3 separate regions of the Mus musculus genome follow, and regions 1 and 2 are each linked to region 3. A link is a contact called in public HiChIP or PLAC-seq data. All regions are on one chromosome and are shown on one strand. The core of a region is the stretch at or near the end of the contact, and the rest is flanking DNA. Distances in the headings are between cores, read along the strand shown.

Evidence for each region. HiChIP or PLAC-seq counts read pairs in DNA pulled down with a chosen protein or histone mark.
Region 1: a contact with region 3 is called in an H3K27ac HiChIP or PLAC-seq map of embryonic fibroblasts, with 3 times the contacts expected there. The contact joins two enhancer-like sites. A contact is called at or near these places in 1 of 15 datasets of contacts at CTCF or cohesin (the NIH/3T3 cell line), 2 of 484 Hi-C or Micro-C datasets (muscle stem cells and uterus), 2 of 115 datasets of contacts at active chromatin or transcription factors (embryonic fibroblasts and embryonic stem cells) and 1 of 9 other capture datasets (embryonic stem cells).
Region 2: a contact with region 3 is called in a CTCF HiChIP or PLAC-seq map of the NIH/3T3 cell line, with 9 read pairs. The contact joins two enhancer-like sites. A contact is called at or near these places in 1 of 15 datasets of contacts at CTCF or cohesin (the NIH/3T3 cell line), 3 of 115 datasets of contacts at active chromatin or transcription factors (embryonic fibroblasts, embryonic stem cells and pancreatic cancer cells) and 1 of 9 other capture datasets (embryonic stem cells).

Annotation. Positions count from the first base shown.
Region 1 is chr14:99,497,573-99,500,935 of GRCm38.p6, forward strand. No RefSeq gene overlaps it. Among named protein-coding and RNA genes, the nearest start is that of Gm41230, 23 kb to the right of the region's middle. Within about 2 kb of position 2,104, at least 16 of the 459 cell types and tissues checked have an H3K27ac peak or open chromatin away from gene starts, as enhancers often do. A contact at or near this core is called in embryonic fibroblasts, where this site is marked.
Region 2 is chr14:99,447,194-99,450,915 of GRCm38.p6, forward strand. No RefSeq gene overlaps it. Among named protein-coding and RNA genes, the nearest start is that of Gm41230, 73 kb to the right of the region's middle. Within about 2 kb of position 2,073, at least 63 of the 459 cell types and tissues checked have an H3K27ac peak or open chromatin away from gene starts, as enhancers often do. A contact at or near this core is called in the NIH/3T3 cell line and pancreatic cancer cells, where this site is marked.
Region 3 is chr14:99,629,758-99,633,185 of GRCm38.p6, forward strand. The region is part of intron 1 of Gm34061 (a long non-coding RNA gene); the gene reads left to right. It also overlaps the pseudogene Gm9298. Among named protein-coding and RNA genes, the nearest start is that of Gm33880, 3.8 kb to the right of the region's middle. Within about 2 kb of position 1,539, at least 65 of the 459 cell types and tissues checked have an H3K27ac peak or open chromatin away from gene starts, as enhancers often do. A contact at or near this core is called in the NIH/3T3 cell line, embryonic fibroblasts and pancreatic cancer cells, where this site is marked.

The DNA.
Region 1 (3,363 bases), core at 854-3,353, 130 kb before region 3:
ATGGTAAGCTCACTGCCAATTGAACTGTTTCCCTAGGCCCTCTTTTGGCATCTCGATTCTGCTTTCTCAACCCTGAGAACTGTGAGGAACTGATTTCTTCTCATTAGCCTTCTCGTCTAGCGTCTTATAGCGAGACAAATAATTTAGAAGCCTAAAGTACAGGAATTTTGATGGAATCTTTTATCCAACTTCACATCAAAAGCCATGAATGGAGAGGGTGGGACGGTCCCCTCACTGAGAGTACTGCTGACAAAGGCTTGTCTTGCTGCCGACTCGAATAAAGCCATGTAGTGATTTCTTACAACTTTCCCTGTCTGATTGCTAGAAAAGTCCCACAGAGCAGCATAGCTTTCTTCTCATTTCTCCTCATTTGCCACTTGCCACAAGCTGAGACCCTCTTGGGGCACAGTCTCACCTCGGAGGGCCAAGCAGTGTTCAGCCTTGCCTGGTCTCTGTGCGATAGAACTTCCCTCCCTGAGAACTACTGCCTTGGGCAAATTACCCCCTCACCCCCAAAGCCTTTTCTGCTTGAGCTAGAGAGGGCCAGACTTGACGGAATCCTGAGAATTAGAAAAGTGAAATTGCAGTAAGAGCAGGGTCTTCCCCCACGACTTCCTCCTACCCCAATCTCCCGCCCGACTCACAATTCCTTCTGATGAACTAATGACGTGCGTTTTCATCTTATGCCGGTTATATTTCTAAAAGCTCTCCCTGTCTTCATCTCTACTGGACTAATCCTCATAAAGAAGGTTCAAAAATCATCCCCCCCCAAGCCTCTCCTGATGGAAATCACCAGGTCCTCACTGTTTCCATGAATATTAATTAATATGTAATTATTTCATTGATTAATGTATTAGAAAATTACCTGAACAAACCAATAGATTTCCCAGATCCCCTGACCATTATAAAACAGTTGATCGATACTGCATTTATTAAGATAACCTTGTAAGCATTCTTTTTAGTAGACTGAGATTTTTTTTTTAACTTGGAGCCATATAATCTTTTGTTTGCAGGCAACAGGCCTAGCCCTACCTAATGTCTGAATATGAGATACTTGGTTCAGTCCTCAGAATGCTACAAGAGAGTATAATCTTCTCTATTTTAGCCAGCCCCCATTTGAGAAAATTGGCATTTACTTCTTGAGATGGAGCCCATCCTTGTTCAAGAGGACCATACCATCACGGAGGAATTTTAAGTGTTCTGCTAGCTACTGCTTGTACGGACACATGTTTATTTCCATAGTGCACCTGTTCCAATGATGGCGGACCTCTCTGCTCAAGCCAGCCTTAGTACTACCTAAGTGCAGTTCTTCTCCTCTGTTTTCAGAAGAGCAAAAATAGCCTGGATGTACTAATAGCTTATCAAGAGCCTCAGACTGTCCTGAGATTTTTTTTTTTAATGTGCACTATCTCATATTATCCACATAGCAGTTTAGTAAAATAGCCAGAAGAGAAAATTGAGGCATAGGGACACAAAGCCACTTGTTCAACCTTTTTAGGATACAGAACAATACTGAAGCCTAACAATCTAACTCTAGGGTCTGAATTCCTGCTTAATTCTTTAGGATGATCACTCTTTCTTGTGTGGTTCGTATGAGTTGAGTGCACACAGTTGAGTGCTCACAGATGAAATCAGGTCTTTGTAAAGACCCAAGGCTTCCATCGACTCTCTCTTATCAGCTGCTGTGAGGTGCGACCTTGCTGGGTTGTCTTCAACACCAGTTACCCAACGGCACTTCAATGAGAGAATATGGTAGAATATACTGTGCCGTAGAATTTTAAATCGATAAGGTCACCTATATGGCAAATATACTTATACATGTCCATTCATGTGTATGTAACATTCAGATGTACATATATATATATATATATATATATATATATATAGGAAGAAAATTAAAGAGCTTTCATTCACAAATCTATGTGACCAGATGCAAAAGCCTTCCTTGAACAGGGCAGGTTCCTGAGAAGATACAGGATGCTCTTCACTGCATGCTGCAAATCCTTTGGGAATTTGTGTATGTATGTACATGTGAGTATGCTACCACAAGATTAATTCTTTTTTTCTTGCTACTCATGGTACCAACCTCACAAATCTGTGATTCACAACAGGAATGTAGCCCGGAACTTCTGCTATGTAAGCAGCTGCAGCTGCTTCAAATACCACCGTACATGTGATCCAGGACTCGCTATAAATTTACCCCTAAAAATAAAGTAACAAGTGACCGAACAGCAATAAGAATTAATCACTGCAGCGCATGAATGGAATGTGCCAGGCTCTACCTCAAAAATCCCTTTATAAAAAGATTGTTATAATTAAAAACTCCAAAGAAATACCCGAGGATGCTGTGTTAGAGTAAATGTGCTGCAAATTCTGAGAGAAGAATTTTATTTTTTTAAAGGAGAGATATGATAGAATGGGAAAGAGCCTCTGTGACTTCTATATCATTGGAAAGAGGGTGGGATTATTGCATCACTGAGGAATGCATCCTACAAAGGAATTTCAATTGGGCTCAGGCTTGGTACTCTGGGAGGTTTTTTTTTTTTTTTTTTTTTTTTTTTTTTTTTTTTTTTAAGTCTGTGAGGATAGACAAGCCTTCTGGTTAAGCTGTTGGCCATGGAGGGAAATAAATTCATGTCTAAAATTTGCACCGCAACTTGTGGCAAAGATTAGCTTGGTGATTCAGAACTGTGAATAACCTTGAGAAAGTATCATGCATGTCATGCTTCCAAAAGTTGATGTCAACTATGAAATTTGGGGAAAAGCATAAATCCAATACAAAGGAAGAAGCAGGAAACCCAAAAGACCCACCCTCTTCCTATGTCTGTAAGACACACAGTCCAAATCCAATGGCCATTTCCCTGTAACAGTCTAACAGGCGCAAAAGAAGGAAATGAGGAAGGGCGAGAATGGAAGAGAGAGGGAGAGGGGAGGGAAGAGAGAAGAGAGAGAGAGAGAGAGAGAGAGAGAGAGAGAGAGAGAGAGAGAGAGAGAGAGAGAGAGGACAGAATGAAGACAAAAGAGAAAGAAGGAGAAAAGAAAGGAAGGGAGGGAGAAAAAACGGACTAGTTTAGAAAAAGTGTGTGTGTGTGTGTGTGTGTGTGTGTGTGTGTGTGTGTGTGTGTGTGTAATATTCACCAATCAACACTTCTAAAAGTTTCAAGCAGCTCTTTAAGGCTTTTATTTGGGAAGAGGAAGGGACGCACTGGGAGTAGGAGTGGAGAAAGAGTGGGTAATCGGAACGGAAGTATCATCAAAATAGGTTAAACACATGTATGAAGATGCCATAATGAAGTTCACTATTTCGTACAATTAATATACAATTTCTGAAAAAAGGAGAGCAAGGCCTCCCGATTCTGAGTT
Region 2 (3,722 bases), core at 823-3,322, 180 kb before region 3:
CCTGCTCCCCTACCCACCAACTCCCACTTCTTGGCCCTGGCATTCCTCTGTACTGGGGCATATAAAGTTTGCAGTACCAAGGGGCCTCTCTTCCCAGTGATGGCTGACTAGGCCATCTTCTACTACATATGCAGCTAGAGGTACGAGCTCTGGGGGTACTGGTTAGTTCATATTGTTGTTCCACCTATAGGGCTGCAGACCCCTTCAGCTCTTTGGGTGCTTTCTCTAGCTTCTCCATTGAGGGCCCTGTGTTCCGTCTTATAGATGACTGTGAACATCCACTTCTGTATTTGCCAGGCACTGGCATAGCCTCATACGAGACAGCTATAACAGGGTTATAGCAAAATCTTTCAGCAAAATCCTTCAGCAAAATCCTTCTGGCATATACAATAGTGGCTGGGTTTGGTGGCTGATTATGGGATGGATCCCTGGGTGGGGTAGTCTCTGGATAGTCCATCCTTTCTTCTTAGCTCCAAACTTTGTCTCTGTAACTCCTTTCATGGGTATTTTGTTCCCTATTCTAAGGCGGAACGAAGTATCCACCCATTGGTCTTCCCTCTTCTTGATTTTCTTGTGTTTTGCAAATTGTATCTTGGATGTTCTATGTTTCTGGGCTAATATCCACTTATCAGTGAGTACATATCATGTGAGTTCTTTTGTGATTGGGTTGCCTCACTAAGGATGATATCCTCCAGATACATCCATTTGTCCAAGAATTCCATAAATCCATTGTTTTAAATAGCTATTTACACAATAGCTCCATTGTGTAAATGTACCACATTTTCTGTATCCATTCTTCTGTTGAGGGGCATCTGGGTTCCTTCCAGCTTCTGGCTATTATATTATAAATAAGGCTGCTATGAACATAGTGGAGCATGTGTCCTTATCACCACTGGAACTTCTTCTGGGTATTGCTGGATCTTCTGGTAGTGCTATGTCCAATTTTCTGAAGAACCTCCAGACTGACTTCCAGAGTGGTTGTACAAGCTTACAATCTCACCAGCAGTGGAGGAGTGTTCCTCTTTCTCCACATCTACTTGAGTCTTTCATGTACTGGTTCCTACTTGTACCAAGGTTGAGGCATAAAGAAGGAGCAGGACCCACTAATCTCCGTTATGGATATTACCTTCCATTGTGTGTACAGTAGAGAGTAAGGGAGGGAAACAAACAGCTAACAGAGGAGCAGGTAGGCTAAGTTATCTGTATATTTTCCTAGACAGTGTTTCTCTGGGTAGCCCTGGCTATCCTGGAACTCATTCTGTAGATCAGGCTGGCCTCAAATTAGTTGGTTTGGTGGATCTAAAGCTTCATCTAGCCACTAGTCAAAACAGCTGGAGAAGTGGCTCTAATGGCTGAGCACTTGCTGGTTACATGGGAGCCTTGGGTTCCATATCTAGCACCACAAACACAAAACAAAAATTGACTGAGGACAGGGTTCCCAATGAAGGAGCTAGAGAAAGAACCCAAGGAGTTGAAGGAATTTGCAACCCATAGGAAGAACAACAATATGAACTAACCAGTAACCCCAGAGCTCCCTGGGACTAAACCACCAACCAAAGACTACACATGCAGGGACCCATGACTCCTGCCTTATATGTAGCAGAGGATGGCCTAGTCAGTCATCAATGGGAGGAGAGGCCCTTGATCCTGTGAAGGCTCTATGCCCCAGTGTTCGGGAATGTCAGGACCAAGAAGTGGGAGTGGATGGGTTGGGGAGTAGAGGAAGCAGGGAGGGGATTGGGGGAGAAGGTTTTCAGAGAGGAAACCAGGAAAGGGAATAACATTTGAAATGCAAATAAAGAAAATATCTAATAAAAAAGTGAATAAAGATAAATATATAAAGGCAATAAAAAAAATCAGATCTAGATAGGGGAAGGAGGAGACAGAGGCAGATGCAGGTACAGGCTACCAGTGGAATTCAGGGGACACACAGGATGGGAGGCAGGAGATCAGCTCTGCTCCGTGTCAGGATCAGGTAAGGCCTAGGCTCTGTCACTGGCTGCACCACACTGAGAGTCACAGCTACTCCACCCAGCCCCGGAGCCACAAGACAGTCCACATTCACGTGCTCCCCACTTAACCACAGAGCACAGAAACAGATGAAACCTGTGCCGTGAAAAAGGGCCAGCCCTGGCTTTGAACAAAGAGCTTTTAAAACAAAACCACAAAGGGAGTGAGTCACCACTCTCTCAACCTTTCTTCTCCTGTGTGGCTTTAAGCCTCTTGTTTGTTTGGGGGTCTGACCTTGATCTCATCGTTTGTATCTATTTGTTCAAATGAACCCAGAATTCCTTAAAATACCAAACTAATTTCTTTATTTCAGGTTTCCACATTAGGCACATGTACGTTGCCAACCCCCGGACGACTCACAGTTTCTCAGAACATGCCTGGGTAATTTTTCTTAGTGGCTTTTCCATGATAAGATTTGGAGTTTTGAATAAAAAACTTTGTGGGAGGGGTTGTATAGAGAAAAGAAAACAACCCTACAACAATGAAGTGTTTCTATTGAAGTGTTTTGAACATAGAATCTGAAAAAGGGGTGACTAACATGACTGGCTAGGAGCTTAGGATAGAATTGTGTCTTCTGAAAATGTCTAGGCCACTTGGTTAATTTGTTGATTTATTCATTTTTCCAGTTCTTTACCGACAGTGGTATATGTTGGTACTTCACTATATTGTCAATATGTGACATTTATTTAATCAGGAACTGACTCTCTAGTTCAGGCTTGGTTTGTGGGCAAGACTGTTTCCCCGGTGTTCATTGATATGGTGGCAGTGGTCAAGGAAAGTGAAATTCTGAGCCTTACTTTAACAGAGGCTGAGAGAAGATGACTCTGCCTCCTTATTTGGAGTCCAGGAAGTGGTTTAGGGTTGAGATCCAAAAAAAAAATTAAGTTTGTTTGATGTTACCAGCAGTGACCTGCCTTGATGTGGTGTCCTCAGATGCAACTCGAACCAAGAATTGTGACATCTGAAAGTGGTGGGAGAGTTTGAGGAACGTGATCAGTCGGAACATGTTACCTGAAATTTCAGCCTCTGAGGTCACCATTCCCAGGATGAAGGGCTGGCCTCTCGCTGCCTGTGCTTATCCTGTTTGGAGACCATGGAATTATGTGCAGTTCATGTACTACTTGAAGTAGCAGTTTCAGGCTTCTTCTTGAGCTGGGAAGTCTCTTTGCTCTTTCTCTCTCTCAAGATTTACTTTTTTTTTTCTATGAATACACTGTAGCTGTCTTGGAGGGCATCAGATCCCATAACAGATGGTTGTGAGTCACCATGTGGTTCCTGGGAATTGAACTCAGGACCTCTGAATGCTGGGAATTGAACTCAGGACCTCTGGAAGAGCAGTCAGTACTCTTAACCACTGAGCCATCTCTCCCGCCCCCTGCTTGGTATCTTATTTCTTCACTTCATACAGACAGCAACTTTGTTCTACCTACTCCTTGAGTGACTCCTGTAAAAACAACCTGAGGGATGGATGTCAGGCCCATCTGAGGTTCTGACTCCAGCGGTCAATGTGGTCCAGAGAGTGTATTTGGAAACTGTATGGTTTTTCATAAGCTCTTATCACAAAGAACTTATCATTTCTAGAATAGGACCCAAGGCTGTCTATATAGTGAGTCTTTTGTTGGTAATGATTGTTTTTAATCTGAATTTATCTTAATGAAGACTGAAGCTGAATATCTAAGAGGCTTTGCTGACTGTTTCTGCTTGTTTAAACA
Region 3 (3,428 bases), core at 289-2,788:
GCAGCATATTTGGGGGTAGGGCATTTTTTTTTTTTTGCATGGCTTCTAATTTTAAAGTTTCTTAGGATCTTCTTGTTGCTCTGAACACATTCAGGACATAGAAAATTATCTTCCACTCCTGGTTCTGGGATAATACAGGCCGGTAACAGGAGGAGAAAATTCATCCTTTGGGGAGTGTCTGGAACCCAGGTCTGTCCAGCAAGAAATTGCAGGCGAACCCAGCCTTTCTTACGTGCAGGGAGCTGCCTGCCATGGACTACACACCATCTGAATCCAGTGGCTTGTGGCAGAAAGGCCTCCACGTTAGACGGAAGAGGACATCGATTCTTAGACATTGACTGAGCTGCTCTCATGGCAATCCTTGCCCAGGCTGCAAATGTGGACTCCTTAGGTGAAGTTAGAATTCCCAGGATACCATTCTCCTGCTTCTTCCTTTGGCACCTGCTTGGAGACCCGATTCCTCTGGTGACAATCTTGGATTTCTTGGGACTCTGCTTCATTCTGGCCTCACGAGATGTATTGGGAATATAACATTCTTGTTTAGAATATGAGTGTCTCTGAAGTCTCAAATAGACCTCAACTTTCTTGCCATCCATGCTCAAGTTATGATACCGACACCACTCCCGAAGAGTGTTCCGGGACACGTCCCTAATAGGAGGCAGGCTGGGCGGAGGACAGGTGCTTGGTATGGATCTGGTTGGATGTTTGATTCCCGCATGCCTCACCAGAGAACGAACGGGCTGGTGGTGTGTGGTCTGAGGTTGAAGAAGAAACATTTGATTGCATAGGGTAGTCTGTGATTGACTCCTCCTCCTCCTTAAATGGGACCAGCGTTAAAATCATACTTTCTTCATCCAAGTTTTCCTCAGATTGGTTCTCGTTGAAAGTCTCCAGGCCGAAGTATGACATTTTCAGGCAGGCTGGGGAGAAGACAAAGGCAGCTGCTGAATGGATGCCGACTTCTTTTATAAGTCTTTGTTTTGTTTTCTTCCTACCTTCTGTACACATTGTTTTTGTTTTCGTGTTGCTGATATGAATAGGTGGACTGTTGTTCTGACAGTTGTGTAAAACAGAGGAGTACATTGTGTCATTGAGAAATGAGACCACTAAAGAAAATGTCAAAGCTTCAGTCAGGTGGACAAAGATCTCTGCCTCGCAGGTTGTGGTGAGCACCAGCACGGTCATTGATCAATCTCCATGGTTTGATATTCGCCTCTAAAGAGTTTGCTATTCCTCACTGACAACAGCATCACTAAAACACCTTGTTGTCTGAACATCTAAGAAAGCTTCAATACTGGTTTGTCTAAAGGCAGCTTGGGGGTTAACCAAACCGCTTTCTCAGCCTTGCCTCTGCGTGCAAGGGATGTGGTGGTGGTGTTAAATTTACACCGAGGTGGTGGTGGTGTGTTCTTCGTTTCAAACTCCTTTATCTAGAATGTGATCTTGTAGAATTCGCTGGTCCTTGGGAAGAATCGAGTTCTTCTCTGATGGCATTTCAGAGGCGGGAGAAGCAAACAAGTTCTTCCAGTGTCGGGAAACTATGACTCATCTCAGCTCCCATGCTTTCTGACTCTGAATGAAGAACGGCAGTGTTCACATAGAAACCGTATAATTTGTCACGTTGAGAACAGGCTGATCTTGTTCTAATGCTCTTGCAGAACTCCAGCTACCTTTATATGAGGAGAAAACTTCAGAAATTAATAAAATGAGGTTCAGCCTCAAGGAACATGACTAATGCATCTGAAATCAGAGACTCAAAGACACCAGAAAGGGGAGGTGCTTGCAGTTTTACCAGGAAACAATTTTGAATTGCTTGAGTTTTGTTGTTGTTGTTGTTGTTTTTGTTTGTTTGTTTTTTTGGTTTTTTTTTAGAATCATGGCAACATTGTGTTCACATTTCAAACACCAGAACATTTCCTCATTTCATAGATATAAACGGAAATCAGCCATTGGATAGAAATAGAACGAAAATATAATCCCTAAAGGAGAATATATTAGTATCTTGATGTTATTTTATCATGGACAACGGGTCAAATACTTGTTGCAACTGTTGAATATTGACCCGTAGGTATGATTTAAATCCCATATTAATTTCCAAAGATAATTTGTGTGTATCCACATTTCCCAGTGCCTAATGCCACCCCCAGACATGTACCTGTCTGTGGGAGTGAGCGTGCACGTGCGAATGTGTGAGTGTATGAGTGTGTGTGTGTGTGTGTGTGTGTATTAGCGCGCACGTGTGCACACGTGCATCTATGCACCCTTGTGCTGTGATGATCTATGCAGTCCTGTGGACAAGTGAATACGCACAAAAATATGCATAGGTAATAGCCAGGCCCTCGGAGTTGTCAGATGTTTTGAACATTGGTGATGGGCAAGGTTCCATGTTTGGTGACTTCTGCCAAACTGCAGAGTGCAAAATGAATTTTATCACTCAGAATCAGTTCATTTAGAGATGGGTGCGACAAATAGCTGTTTTGCCCAATCCCTTTTGGTTTTGGAGAGTGAGCTAAGGGTTCTTTCATGAAGTAAATCTATCCTTTCAGAATCACCCGGCATGCTGTGGTTGCCTCTCATCTCCAAACTGTTGCCTAGCAAGTAGTTGCTCCTTGAATATTTATTTAGAAGTTCTCTGGCTGGTGGATGAGTAAGTGACAGATAAGTTTCGGAGAGATTGCGCAAGCCCCTGTCTTCAAGGGGAGCCCAGGTGTTTTCTGCTTTCTTCCTAATTTCTTGCCTTCTCTAAATGAGTTAATCAATTCCTTTTCTCTTTGATCCTTAAGCCCCATTCCTGGAAACGCCACCTATTGTTAGCCAATGGAAACCTTTTCTTCTCTCTTTTCACCTCTTCCCCTAAGCCTTGCTGAGTAACTGGGAAAGCAGCGAATTCTCCTGAAAGTCCACTTTGTCTGAACTTGTGGGAGGTTGTGAGTCACCCGACTCCTGAGACACAAAGTTTGCTCAAATATTTACTGCTCTGATCTCTGATTTACTTAATATTAACGCCAATTGTCTGGTTAGCCTTATACCTTTGGTATATATACTAATCTTACTGTTTGTCTCAGATCCCAAACTACCTCAGCATTCTAAATATGGTAAATTTGGGATCCTTTCCAATTAAGGTTATAGACAAAATTTAAAATACGTTTCTATTTTTTCAGAACACTAGCTTTTATTTCAGACAAAGCCTATTGACTTCCTTATTCTCAAAACTTTCTAACGATCTTTCAGGGCAAGAGATGTTTTAAACACAGATTTTTTTTTTCCCCTCTCTCCGCAGAAGAAAATTAAGTCCTCAGAAAAGTTCCAGAACTGTGTTTAACGTTGAGATTTATCGGATTCCTCAGAGAAAGTTCTCTGCTCCATATTAAAGTCTTCCCACCCCACAGTCACAAACAACATGTCTTTACATGTCTTTACATTACAGG